Linked DNA regions of Astyanax mexicanus: region 1 is linked to region 2. The links are chromatin contacts, called in public Hi-C maps. All regions are on one chromosome and are shown on one strand. The core of a region is the stretch at or near the end of the contact, and the rest is flanking DNA. Distances in the headings are between cores, read along the strand shown.

Region 1 (7,017 bases), core at 1,372-3,871, 47 kb after region 2:
GTCAACGAGTGCACCATCAACAATCATGAGTTCTGGAAGCCCAAGTGCCTGGTGAACATCACAGAAGTCAATCCGCTGGGCTCCAATTCCACCATCATCTATGTGGATGTCCAAAAATCGAGTAAGCCTGCCAGAAAGCGTTAAGTGAGCCTTTGTTTGTGCTTTAAAGAGCCACTAGACCCTAAACTATATTTTTTCCATTAATAGCTGAAATGTGTTTGTTAGAAGTAATGAGACGTACCAGTCTTGCTTAAAATTTTTATAAACCTTTTCTAATCGTCAAAAAATGCTTTTACTCTGGTAATTTTCTCTTTTAGATGATGTGTCCATGTACTTCGGTACGCAGACACATCACTATACACTGTAAACCCTAATAAGTTAAGTCTACTCAAATCATTTGAGGTAATTCGTTGCCTCAAATGAATTAAGTTTTGAAAACTCATTTTTTTTAGTAATTTGTAATTACTGTATGGAGTTAAACAAACTTTAATTTTTAAGTTCAACAGACAAACCAAAAGTACTTGACACTCAAAATGTGGTGTAGCTGAAACTTAACATTGTAAATTAATGTAACTTTTGCACACTTATTTGTTTAAGTTTATTGCAATGATTACCTAGAGTTGTTTTTACTCAACATATGCTTATTGTACACTGTAAAACCCGATAAGTTGACTAAACTCAAAACTTTTGTTGTAACCGATTACCTAATAAATTTTAAGTTCATGTAATATAATTTTAAAGTACAATGAACTTAACAAATACATATACATATATATTTAAAATTCATATTTTCCTGAACTTGTATTTAGTCTTCTTTCCGGTTTCATTCAACATTTTTTAAAATACTCTTAGAAAAGTAGATGAAAGAAAATAGTAACGAATTAAAAGAACTGAGAGCACAGAGAGAACACAGAGTTACTGCAGCTCAGTAAATGATGCTTGTTCTACAGCTACAACACAGAGACCAAGCATTTAATCGTAATATATGATCTACAAGTTTACCTAAGGTAGCCCAGGGGGAATCACTACACACTGATGGTGAGTGCTACAAACTGGGGGACACACCCAGTATGCAAATCGATTGTGACAGAAGCCAATGGAAAAGAAGCTGTTAATGGCAACAGACTAAACTCAGTTATTATAAGTTGATTCAACTCAGAGATCTCAGTTTGAATGTGTATGTGCCCAAGAATGTTCAACTAACTCAAAATAGTTGAGTATTGTTTAGAAATATCCAATTTTATGTAAAACAGACTTAATTTGTTTGAGTTCAAACAACTTCTGGGTTTACAGTGTATGCAGCTCATATCATGTCAGTCAATACTATATCAGTAATACCACCCCCCTGCTGACTTCCAATCATTTGAATCTCACAGCAATTAGAGGCAAACTGCTGCTGCTGCAGCTCAGCCAATCAGCTCTCCCTCCTGCTCCGCCATCTCTAAACCCATACATCACCCAGTGTTCGTACCAAACTACCCCTCCCATTTTTTTTTTTTAGCTTTTTTTCAAGTTTGAGCTGTGGAGTCAGCAAAAATCTGAGGGTTTAGTTACCTAAATCTGAAGCTGGTGTACTTTGCTTTGCTGTGTGTGTGTGTGTGTGTGTGTGTGTGTGTGTGTGTTTGTGTGTGTCTGCCTGACTCTGCTCCTCCTCTGTGTACAGTGAAGCCCCATGCTCCCGAAGCAGTGACCGCTTTGGAAGTGCCGGGTGAATCCACTCGACTGCTGGTGCAGTGGAATTTCCCACAGTCCTGGCCTGTTATGGCTGGTTTACCTCTGAAGTTCGAGCTGCAGTACAAGCCAGTGGGGTCTAACTACTGGTCCAAGGTCAGTTCCTGTTTGAAGACTCTTTATATATAATTTTCTTAAGTGTCAATGAAAACATTCAACCAGTAAAGAAACCACTGGGTCAAAAACTGGCACAAAACAAGACATTGTAGTAATGTTCATTAAAAATAAAAAAACAAAAATAATAAAAATGATGGGAGAGGTTTGTAGTTTTTAGCTTACTGCGTGTTCTCCACTGAACTCTTGCTTTCCTGTTTTTCTGAGGACTAAATGTCAAAATGCTGACACACATCCTTTTGACTTTGAAGTGATACATAATATAAAACTGAAACTCATGCTTTTTTATTGTTTGATATATTGTAAATCTGGCAGTTTCTCTTTGCATTCTTTTAGATTTCCCTGATAAATTCTACAAACTGTTACCATTTGCAATTAAAGATAAAGTTTTTGTGTGAGAGCACTGAAATAAATATGCATTAAATGTCCAAAAGTTTGTAGACACCTGCTAATTTAAGTAATGTACCAAATTTAGAGAGTTTGCTTTAAAAGGTCTTACACCAATGATGTTCCATTTACCTAAGAAGTTGGATGCAACAATGTTTTAGGTAAACATTTGGGCTGTGTTTACACACAAGGTTTCTGTTGTGTTGTGTTACTGGCTAATGCAGCTCCTGGACTGGTTTTGGGACAGCAGTTTTACACAGTATGCCTATATGAAGTCAGTGAAGAGACAGACAGTCAGCCCTGGCTTAGTTCTTCCTACACTTTATCTCTGTCTCACACACTGTCTTACCACACAAGCTCCGCTCTGCTGTGCTGTGCTGTAGCCTCCGAGTCGCGTTCCTGCAGCTTTCCTCTCCCTTCCCCCAGTCCTCTCTCTCTCTCTCTCTCTCTCTCTCTCTCTCTATCTCCTCTTCACTCTTTCATCTGAGCTCCACACAGTTCAGAGCCACTGATGCTATCTCTCAGCCCCTGACAGCTCGGCCTTTCATCAGAACTCCAGATGTTTACTCTCTCAGAGCCGTCTGTGTGTGAGTGTGTGTGTGTGTGTGTGTGTGTTGGTTTATTACCATAATGTGTTGCTTTATTGTAGAAGCAAAATTAAAAACATATTAATTTCTTTCATGGAATTCTCTTGAATGCAAACACTAGCTTTGTAAAATTAAGTTTCAAATTAAACTACATATTTTTATCAGCATTTTTTATCTGGCTGCAGCATTTAAGATGGAATGGAAAAATTCAATCTATACGTGCATCTCAGAAAATTAGAATATCATTCAAAAGTTATTTTTTTCAGTAATTCAGTTGAAAACTAGTTGTGAAACTAATGGATATATTAAACACAGAGTGAACTATTTTAAGTGTTTATGTCTTTTATTGTTGATGATTATAGATTACACCCAGTAAAAACCCAAAAATCTGTGTCTCAGAAAAATGTAATATTATATAAGACCAATTGGTACTTTTGGCAGTGTGGCAGTGTGCCAAGTCTTGCTGGAAAATGAAATCTTCATCTTCATAAAAGTTGCCAGCAGAGGCAAGCATGAATTCTTGTAAGATTGTCAGAAGAAAAGCTTAAAATAGATCACTCTGTGTTTAATATATCTATGAAATATAAGGGTTTTACATTTTCAACTGAATTTACTAAAATAAAGTAACTTTTCAATTAAACTGTCACTTTATAAAGCTCCCCATCACAAAGGAATTAACCAATTGACAGTAATAATTAATTGCTGCACCACCTGCTCCCTTTTTAAAGACATACTATGCCCTAAAGTTAAGTAGTCAACCTGCAGCTAGGCTGCTGAACTTCAGCGCTCCTATATCTGTATCTGTATCAGTTTATTTTACTCAAAAACAAGGGGTTAGGGTACAAAAGAAAAATAGGATTGGGTCTCCTTTAACAACTTAACGTTTAAAACTTTCAAAATGACTGCCTCCTTCCATACTTTTAGCTTGTAGCTCCTTCAGTGTGAATAAATACAAGATTGAAGAAATGGAAGAAATCTAAACTCCTGCTGAAAGTTAAGATTCGAGTCTTTGTTTTTTTGGATCTGGCATCCTAAAGCCTTCCCGAAGTGCTGTGAATTAAAGCTCACAAAATAGAGAACAGATCTTGTCACACAGGAGTTTGGATGCTGGAGCTGGATGCTGGATGGAGCGCCGCTGCCAAGTCAAACACTCGGTATTGAAATGCTGTAATGTGAGCAGCTCCCCAGCGTATAGATTTTCAGCCTCATGCAGTGTATTCTTGGCCCTACGCACTTTTCTTTTCCTGGGCAAACAGATAGGCTCGAGAGACTGAAATGTTTTAAAAGCATATCTTTCAGATTGGAATTTTTTCGAAAGCCTTCATTATGCTCTTTTTTAGCATACTGCAAAACCCCAGACACATGGTTAAAACATGTTGAACTATGAATCGGTTTTATTATAGTTCAGAAACTTGCCAGGAGCAATAGAGGAACCTTGCCTGCCTCTCTGTCTTCATAGAAAGTAAAAAAGTGTGTGTGTTCATGTGTGTGTGTGTGTGTGTGTGGTTGTTTTTGTGACCAGCTGGAGACGGAGGACACCAGTGTGCAGATCATGGACGCTCTGGAAAGCCACCTGCACCACATCCGAGTCCGAGCGCAGGATGCTTTAATTAACTACAGCCAGTGGAGCGAGTGGAGTCAGGTGGTGCAGGCCCAACCCTGGAGCGGTGAGCCACACACATGATCACACACTAGTGCACACACACTCACACTAGTGCACACACACAGAGACAGAGAGAGCGAGAGAGAGAGAAACCACAGGGGAAAACACTGTGATATTATTTGGAGTTTCCTTCCCCTTCAAATATCAGCTTCTTTACTGAGTCACCCGACACTGATTGACACCCACAATCAGCATTTACTTAGACAACACTCAGCATGCACTTACAGTGTGGTTCTCTGGGCTCATATCATGGCCAGTTTGTTTTTCTAGGCTTTAATTCCACGCGGCGCCCTCTGTTGGTCATGTTCAGTAGTTTCGGTATGAGCAATAAGTCATTTCTCAGATGATAAGTGGCACAGTTCTGGTTGATGTCGTGGTTTATACCATGTCTGAGCTACATTGGTGTGCAATTTCCATTGTGTAAGGCTGGGTAATAATTCACTATCAGTATGTACCACAATAAAAAAAAAAATTATTATATATTTCAGTGTACATTATTTTCAGCATCCATCACTGACTGATTTCATTACAGAACGCATTACATGAATTGCCAAATCCTTTTTTTGTAGGTACAGAGATCAGTTTTTTTTCTGTGGCTTTTATGTTGTTCATATTAAAATGAGAATTAAATGATATCAACTCAAATAAAAAAAATGTATTATATGTATTTTATTATTGTATACTTTTGACTGTATCATCCAGCCCTACCCTGCTGCTTCTGCAGCCATGTCCCACATAACATTTCACCACTGTAACACAAAAAATGCTTGTATCTTAGTTTTTTACCTAATTTGGAATTGTGTCAACGTTTCATGATTTATGGACGAATAGAAATGTTCCAAACTGACTTTTTTTTACACCGACTTTCATTAAAAGTTTGGCACAGAAGAAGTGTGTTTTTTTTATGAGAACTGTGTACAGAGTTTGGGCAGTTTTATATCATGGGTAACAGATAACAGAGTTGATCAGAGTTAATGTTGGGACAGACATAAAATACAGTAATTCTTTATTTCTTTATTTATTTATTTATTTATTTTTTTACATTGTACATTAATATTTAAAACATTAGAACAAATAAGAGACACACAGAGTTATGTAGTAAATAGTAAAAAAATGAGATGGCACAGCGAGAAGGAAAAGCATCTATTATTGTAACAACTATTGTGCAGCACCTCCAGGAACTCCTTCCTTCAAGACGCTGAAAAAACTATTCCAGGTGACTCTCCCTCATGAAGACACTGAGATTAGAATACCAAGAGTGTGTAGATTTGTCCTTAAAGATAAATGTGCAACTTATAAGCATCTAAAGTATGAAACATATTCTGGGTTGTTTTTAACACTTTTTGTTTTCAAAAAAATTCCACACGTGTTACCATATATTTATATAGCTTTAATATAGAATTTAATATTAAGTATACAGTATAAAAAATCATAAAAAGTAAATAAAACACATTGAGCAAGAAGAGAAGTGTGACCAAACTTTGATTACCAAAATCAATTATTCACATTTAAAGAAAATATAGATTTTATTAGATTAAAAACTGAGTCAAAAAGATTTCTGCTTGGGAAAAAAAAATCTATAATGACCCAAATAGTAGGTGTGGGATTTTGGTGAGGATGGAAAATGTTCAGATGTGGTTTAACAATCCTGTTTACTATCCTGTTATTTTGTCTCAGAATCAAAACATCACAACATTTACTTTTACAGAGGACTTTAAAGCTCTGCTTTAATGGTTTGGACTACTTGACCAAGGCAAATCACTGTGGCGGTGTATCCTACATTAGCCTAGCTTAGCCTAGCTTAGCCTAGTTTAGCACTGCAACAGAAGCAAATTCTTTCTTGTGATTATTTCCAAGCCTCTTTTAAATAGTTTTGCTCTTCTCTATGGGTCCTCTTGTTGTGGTACAGTATGTGGTTAGCCCACAAGAGATTGTAGCCAGTTGGCTTAGTTATCTGTTTTTTTTTTTTTATTCTTTTTTTTTTTAAAGTAGCAGCTGCCTAGCACCATTTTTTCATTCATCAATAGCCCTAGCATTAGTTTCTAGCCTTCTAGCCACTGTTAATCTGGATGTGTATACATTTAAAGCTGATGTCGGTAAGTTTTGGGATTTGGTGGATTTAGGGCCCTCTTTGGTAAGAATGGGTAATTGCAGTGAGAATGTGAAACAATCTTTTTAAACTGGGCGGGTGTGATGTGGTCTCTTTTTAGAGCGCATTAATTCGATTGCAGGTTATGTTCAGTCAGAGAGAGAGAGAGAAAGCTCTCAGTCAGAAACTTCACTTAAACTACACACTTTGGTTTTACTATGAGTGAATGGAGGAGCTACTGAGCTCTGAGTTTCCTCTTCTGAAGTCTCCATTGCTCCACCAGCCGCTCACGTAGAGTAAAACTAAGCCGGATCCTTTTTTAGAGGCTGTACATGTGATGTAAGTATGTAAAGACGTGAAAAGCGACCCGACACCCCAGTTTTTAGAATGAATATATTATTAGGCTTAGCAAGGATGGTCGGTCCAGCATGCTGGTAACATTAAAC
Region 2 (7,063 bases), core at 2,405-4,904:
CTATTACTTACTTACTTACTCTCACTTACTAATACTAATATATTACTACTACTACTATATTACAATTACTACAACTACTGCTGCTATAATGCTACCAACATACTGCTACTGTTACTACTCTTACTATACTACAATTACTACTACTACATATTACTAATTCTACTGCTGCTATAATGTTACCAACATACTACTACGACTATACTACAATTACTACTAGTACAAGCACTACAATTCTAGTATTACTGCTGCTGCTATAATGCTACCAAAATACTAATACTACTGTTACTACTACTACTATAATACTAAAATACCAGTACTTCTACTACTATTGCTAATACTTCTACTGCTGGTGCTATAATGTTAACAAAATACTACAATGGTTACTACTATTACTATACTACAACCATACTACTACTGCGTCATTTACTATTGCTAATACTACTACTGATGCTTCTATAATGCTACCAAAATACTACAACTGTTACTACTATTACTATACTAGAACATACTACTACTGCTTCTTTTACTATTGCTAATACTACTACTGCTGCTAATATATTACTACCATAATACTACAATGGCTGCTACTGTAATACTAGCATACTACTACTACTACCAACCTACTACTACTACCACCAGCTTACTACTATTACTGCTAATACTACTACTAACACCACCATCCTACAACTATTACTGCAAATCTACTACTAATACTACCACTACTACTGCTGCTACTACTACTATCACTGCTAATACTACTGCTACAACTATTATTACTGATAATACTACTACTACTATTATTACTACTACTACTATAGACATATGTTACTACTACCATTACTATCACTATACAACTACCATACTACTTCCCTTACTATTATCACTATATAACTACCATACTACTACTATTACTATAATTATACAACTACCATACTACTACTATTATTGCTGCTAATACTACTTTTATACAACTACCATACTACTACTATTGCTACTACATAACTACTGCTCCTAATGCTGCTACTATACAACTACAATACTACAACTACTCCTTATAATAATAATAACTTATACTTATACTTATACTTGTACTAAGGCCAGTAGTGCAGGCTTACAGTTTTGGTCACTGTCTGTAAGGAGTTGTGTGTAGTAGTGTCCTGTGTCCATACACGTTTTCTCATTTCAGTTTTCAACTCTATGGCTGAACAAATGTTTGGGTGTGCATGAGAAGATGGATGGATGCATTTCTTTAAAATCATGCAAAGGCAATACACCACTACTACACACTACTAATACCTACTACTAATAACAACAAAGATGGTTTTCATGTTCCCACATGCACTGAAGTACAGCTGCCAGTCAGTTCACCTGAAATCAGTTATTGGCTTTAAAAATCCCAGCCTTTAATCATCTTACCTTAAATAATGCAAAGCCTCCACAATCTAAAACATTTCCTCCATTAATCCTTATTCAGATACCAGGAGAACCTGAACTGACTTTATCACAAATCTCATTTAAATTCATGAGCTGACTGTGAAGAGGTAAACCGCATGCCCCGGTTCCCTCAGTAGAATACCCTGAGATTAGATGTCTATGCTAGAAACAAGATGATCTGAAATAATGTATTATACACTGCTTCAGCTGTAACAATAGATTCATGCACTTATCCAGCTTAAACTGTCTTATTATTCAGTTATTGAAATGTATATGTATTATTCACTGATTACTATCAATTATTCACACAGTAGTGGATAAGTATTACATTGACATTCCAAAAAATACTGGATCATATCCCAAGACTTTTGCCATGTCCCATAGAAACTAAGGATTCCTGCATTGAACTGTGGGAAATGTGTGTGGATGTGATTTGTGACACAGACAATTCAAACATTCTAGCCAGATGTGGCTGGTCACCATCATTACCAACTATTACAGTTACTGTCCAATGTAGGTGGTAAAAAGTCTTCCGGGCCTCTTATACTGTATGGGAAACAGGTCATAGATATGTGCTCTAGAGACAAAGATAGAACAGTATTTTCCTATTTAGGCCCTGTATTGCCAGTCGCCTGCATATTTAAAGGTTTTCACTGCTTGAGCACACCTGAACCAACTCATCAGCCCTATAATAAGCCTTTCATGAAGTTACAATGAGGGTATTAGAGCAGGCTAAACACTAAACTGTCTGGGGCAATGGTCCAGGACTAGAAACCCACTTCTGTAAACAAGCCAGCAACATGGGAGAGACACCTGGCTTCTCTAGCCATCTTACTCTTGGCATGATCTGGAACCCACATGTTCATTACGAGGGAACTTCACGATGTAGGCCAAAGGTGAGACGAGCTAACTGCTGTTTGTTGTTGAACTGTCCAGATGTGATTCAAACCTCATTCACGCTTCATTCTGAAGGTGATTCTTAGTTTAATCTGTTTCTAATGTATGGAATGCTCTGACCAGCTGCACTTGAGCCAAATATCACCATGCTCAGGGGCAAGGGTCTGATGAGGGATATAAAGACCCTCTACCATTGGGCTCTGAAGCAGTGGGAACTTCTGCGAGCCAGACATTTGTGATCGAGAACTAGTCATCCATTAATAGTAACTGATTTCCAATGCAAAGAAATTCTCACAGCAACAGTAGCAACTAACCTCACATATGATGAAATCCTCAAAATCAGCAACTGAATTGAACAATTTCAAACAAATCGTCACAGCAATGTTCCAACATCCACCACTGGGATGAGTTGGAGTGGTCCAACACCAATTCCTGACCTCGTTTAAGCATCACCATTGTGATGTGCGCACAGCACAGTCCAGCACAGTTTTGCACAGATATTTCCAGTTACAGCTGAATTCAAGTTTTTAATCCCAGAAAAATGCTCTTATTTACCTTTTAAAAAGCCATTTAAGTGCCCCATTAAAGGGCCGATTTGTGTTGTTTTGCTGTTTTCCTCGGGTTTTAAATGCTCAGCACTGACTCCGCTGAGACAGCAGGCAGGTAGGGGCGGGGCTGGTGGCGTCATGAGCCCTGCATTGTTTAATATCGCAATATATATTGCTGAAAAAATGCTATGTAAAAACTAATGTAAAAACATTTGCTATTTAAAAAATTTCCAATATCGTGCAGCTCTAATAGCAATGTTCAACATCAACAACTGAATCTCACTTGAGCTTTTGTGCATGAATGCAATCAAATCCTCACAGCAATGTTGCGATCCAAATCTAGTCAACCAACATCAGTCCCTAATTTCACATGCAATCAATTCCTCACAGCAATGTAAAGCATTTGCACCTAAACTAACCTATGTGTTTGTCCCTGAATGCAATCAACCAACCTAGTCAACCAACATCAGCATTTAACTTTACATGCAATCAAATCCTCCCAGCAACTTTCCAACATCTACACCTGTGATGAGTTATAGTGGTGGCCGTGATCCAGAACCAGACACCTAACATCAGTGGTGTGATTTGTTTGTATTCAACCACAAGAGTCTTAGTCAGGAGAATAACTGTGTCCACAGACTTTTGGCCGGTTACTGCAGCGTGTTTGGGATCCAGTCCCTTTGCGGCCCCTCTACAGGAAACGGGGCGGGGCGTGTCTAAGTGATTGACAGGCGCCGCTTCCAATGGGAGCTCAGGTAGGCTGTGGCAGCTCGTGCCCTTAAGCCCGAACTGTTACTACGACGCGCTAAAGTTTGCCAGCTAAAGCGATGGAGGGGAATCAAGTGAAAATGCCTGTATAACACTGGAACAGAAATAAGGTAAGACCCCGTTTAAACGCTTTTATAAGAGCCGAACTCTTCAGCTGAAGGTTACCGGGAGCTGGAAGCGAAAGTACCGGATAATGAGAAGGAAAAGTTGGGTTTCCCGGAGGAATAGTTCCAGGCGCGCTGTTCCCTCAGGAAAAATCGCTTTCTGAGAGTAAAAATACCCGGAGCTCCGTAAACCGCCTTCATACAGGGCTAAACCTGGGCTAAACCAGGGCTGAGACAGCTCAAACTCGGGATTAATCACCTGTAGGAGAGCCCTGAGTCTGCTGCAGGCGCTCATTCACTCAAAAATACAATAATAATTAAATGTATAATAATTTAAATTCTTTGGAAGAAAGCTGTGAAAGAGTTTAATGTAGCATTAGCTAAAATAAGAAGGTTGTTAGCTTGGTAACTAATCTAGCTAACTAGGTTAGCTAGCGTTGACTCACTAGTTAACTAGCATAGGTGAGTTAGTTAACTAATAGCTAACTAACTAACTAGGTTAATTAACTAGTTAGTTATAACTATTATCTAATACTTAGTGAATATTAACTAGGTTTTATCATGTGAGAAAGTGTAATTGAAGGACAGTTCCCTTGGATTATCTAGCGTTAAATTAGTTTAATTAATAATTTAGGAGTCCATTCAATTGTCTATCTATCTATCTATCTATCTATCTATCTATCTATCTATCTATCTATCTATCTATCTATCTATCTCAGGGCACTCAATTACTAATGGAGAGAAATATATTAATTTATTTTGATTGGAAGAAAGCTGTGAAATGATCTAATGTTTCCTTGAATGTCTAGTGTTAAATAAGTTCAATAACTTGGGAGTTCAGTTAATTGTGTATTTGTTTATCTATGTTTTTATCTATCTATCTATTTGTCTATCTGTCTGTCTGTCTGTCTATCTCTCAGGGCACTCATTCACTAATGGAAAGAACATGAATAGTTTATATTGATTGGAAGAAAGCTGTGAAAGGGTCTAATGTACAGTAAATGATGATGTTGTTTACTTGAATAATTAGCTAACCTTGTGAACACTTTTGAGTTTTGAGGTTTGATAAAGGAGGTTTTAATTGGATAGCTAAGTTCAATAAGTTGGGGCACATCTGTCTGTCTGTCTGTCTGTCTGTCTGTCCATGTAACATTCATGCAGATACCATTTTCTGTGATTTGTTCAGGATTTTTTTTTATTTACTGAAAATGTACATACTGCAAAAAAAAATAAAAATAAAACTAACCATTTTTATATATTTACAAATATGTTAAAGCAGCAAATAAACAGTGTGCAAAATGCTCAGATATGTTTTCTGTAAATGTGTAAATTTGTAGCCCCCTAGTGCATTATTTACCAAACCAGACGTGATGAAAACTCTTAATAATCATGAGGAGAGTTTTGGAGATGTTTGAATATACACAGTGATGTAAAATCACTACTTTTCGAAAAATGTATAATGTGTATATGTATATATATATATATATATATATATATATATATATATATATATATATATGTATATATATATATGTATATCCTGTATACACATGGTAGAACAGGAGAACATGGATGGGTTCAAGGCAAAGGCCACATTCCAGCACAAGTGTGGTGAATATGGCTGTCTTGTCCTGTCTTGTCTTGAGGTCATATATATATATGTATATATACATTTTTTCCACCATATAATTCTTAAAGTATTTTATTAAACATTTTATCTTACTACCAGTTGAGAAGGTCTTAACTCTTAATATGTTTAGATGCTTTTGGTAAATTAGTTTATGGTCAGTTAGGGCTATTGATTAAAAAAAAAGGATACATTCTGATAAACAATACATTTTTGTTTAATATATTTATTCTAGTCTTTAATTTGTCCTTTACTGAATAAATCAACTGGTGGAATTAAATCAGGCTGGTGGAATTAATCTAAGATGGGTTGATTCTTGGTGGATGATGGTTGAGAAAACACTTCTAAATACTACTAGTACTAAATAGAGATGGGAAACTAGGTCTATCTTATTTGTTTGTATTTATTCCAGTGATTTTGCTGGTAGAAACCCACTTACAGCTGAGATGAGCCTTTTTAATGGCTGTCTAAGACCTTGGACATTTTAGTGCACTGAGTGCTGTGTGTTGTGTACATTGCTATATGTGTGTGTGTGTGTGTGTGTTTATGTATACTGTAGTAGTAATGATATGTTTGGTACCTTTTTTTCCACTATAGTTGGGCAGCAGTGTTGGACGTTGTGTGGTCTCTGAGGGGTAGGCTGAAGCCAGAGCTGTGCCCTCATGGCTGGTTTGTTTATGTCTCCCGTGCATTGTTTTTTCATGCTTTACCTGCATAGGGGTTTAGTGCCAACAGCCAGACTATTGACTGTTGTGCGAAAGCACAGAGCTGGATTGTTTTGAACCTTTTTGGGCTTAATTTGTGTAATCAGTAGAAGAGCTTTTGGATTTTTTTGGACTTTCAGTGTGTTGGAAACAGTCAGAACCTTTGTGCCGAAGCTCACGTTGCTCACAAAATCCTTGCCTCAGCGGGTTTCATTTGTGGGTCGCAAAACCCCAAGGTTTTACAGCTTGTTTGTAGATTTGCTCCATTTTTCATATTGCTTTGGCTTTTCTGAGCACGCTTGAGAAATGTTCTCGGTGTTCTCGTAGAGTAGCTGTCATTGGAAAATATATACATGTGGGGAACATTTATCCAGATGTGCATTCCTCCTTTCTAAAGTGGGAGATACATGGACCATTGCATGGTGAGGAATGCAAACACAAGACTTTTGGGTTTTTAGAAACTTTGAATACGCGAGAACCCTACCTGCCAATTAATTTGCCACAAGATGGAGTTTCGTTTGTGGTTTATTTTGCTGAAGCCTCTGGCTCCTGTCCCGAGCTTTAAGAACCGAATCCTTGTCAGTTTACTGACTTGCCAAGTCCAATTTCTCAGGCACTGAAAACACTCATTTCCAGCTCAACTTTCAGCACACTTTTTCGGAGAGTGGCTGTAATCAGTTTTAAATTAAACTCAACTGGTGCTCTGTCAGGAGAAAAGGGCTTCGTTTAAAGGAATGAGCGGATTCTGCTGCCAAGTCCACGCCATGCTGTGTTCTGGGCACCTAACGAGATTAAAATTGCGGGAGGCCCAAGATGGGATTTAAACTTCTGCACTGATGTTGTTTAAGAAAAATCCCAATCCCTTATTAGCCCTGCTCGCGAAATACTGTAAACTTCATTATATAACATCACCACCACTCATTACTTGCGTGCAGTGTCCTCGAAATTGTTTTTTTGTTTTGTGATGGATGTCCTAAGAAA

Evidence for each region. Hi-C and Micro-C count contacts between places; a contact is called where the count stands out from the background.
Region 1: a Hi-C map of blood shows a contact between it and region 2, with 8 times the contacts expected there. The contact joins the enhancer-like site here to the promoter of il11ra in region 2. A contact is called at or near these places in 3 of 3 Hi-C or Micro-C datasets (blood and muscle).

Annotation. Positions count from the first base shown.
Region 1 is chr20:24,625,095-24,632,111 of AstMex3_surface, forward strand. il11ra (interleukin 11 receptor, alpha) reads left to right here. Exons shown (of 12, transcript XM_007260815.4): 6 at 1-121; 7 at 1,664-1,827; 8 at 4,342-4,486. Among protein-coding and RNA genes, the nearest start is that of tmem267, 40 kb to the right of the region's middle. Within about 2 kb of position 2,622, the one cell type or tissue checked has an H3K27ac peak away from gene starts, as active enhancers do.
Region 2 is chr20:24,577,544-24,584,606 of AstMex3_surface, forward strand. il11ra (interleukin 11 receptor, alpha) reads left to right here and starts at 3,655. Exons shown (of 12, transcript XM_007260815.4): 1 at 3,655-3,757.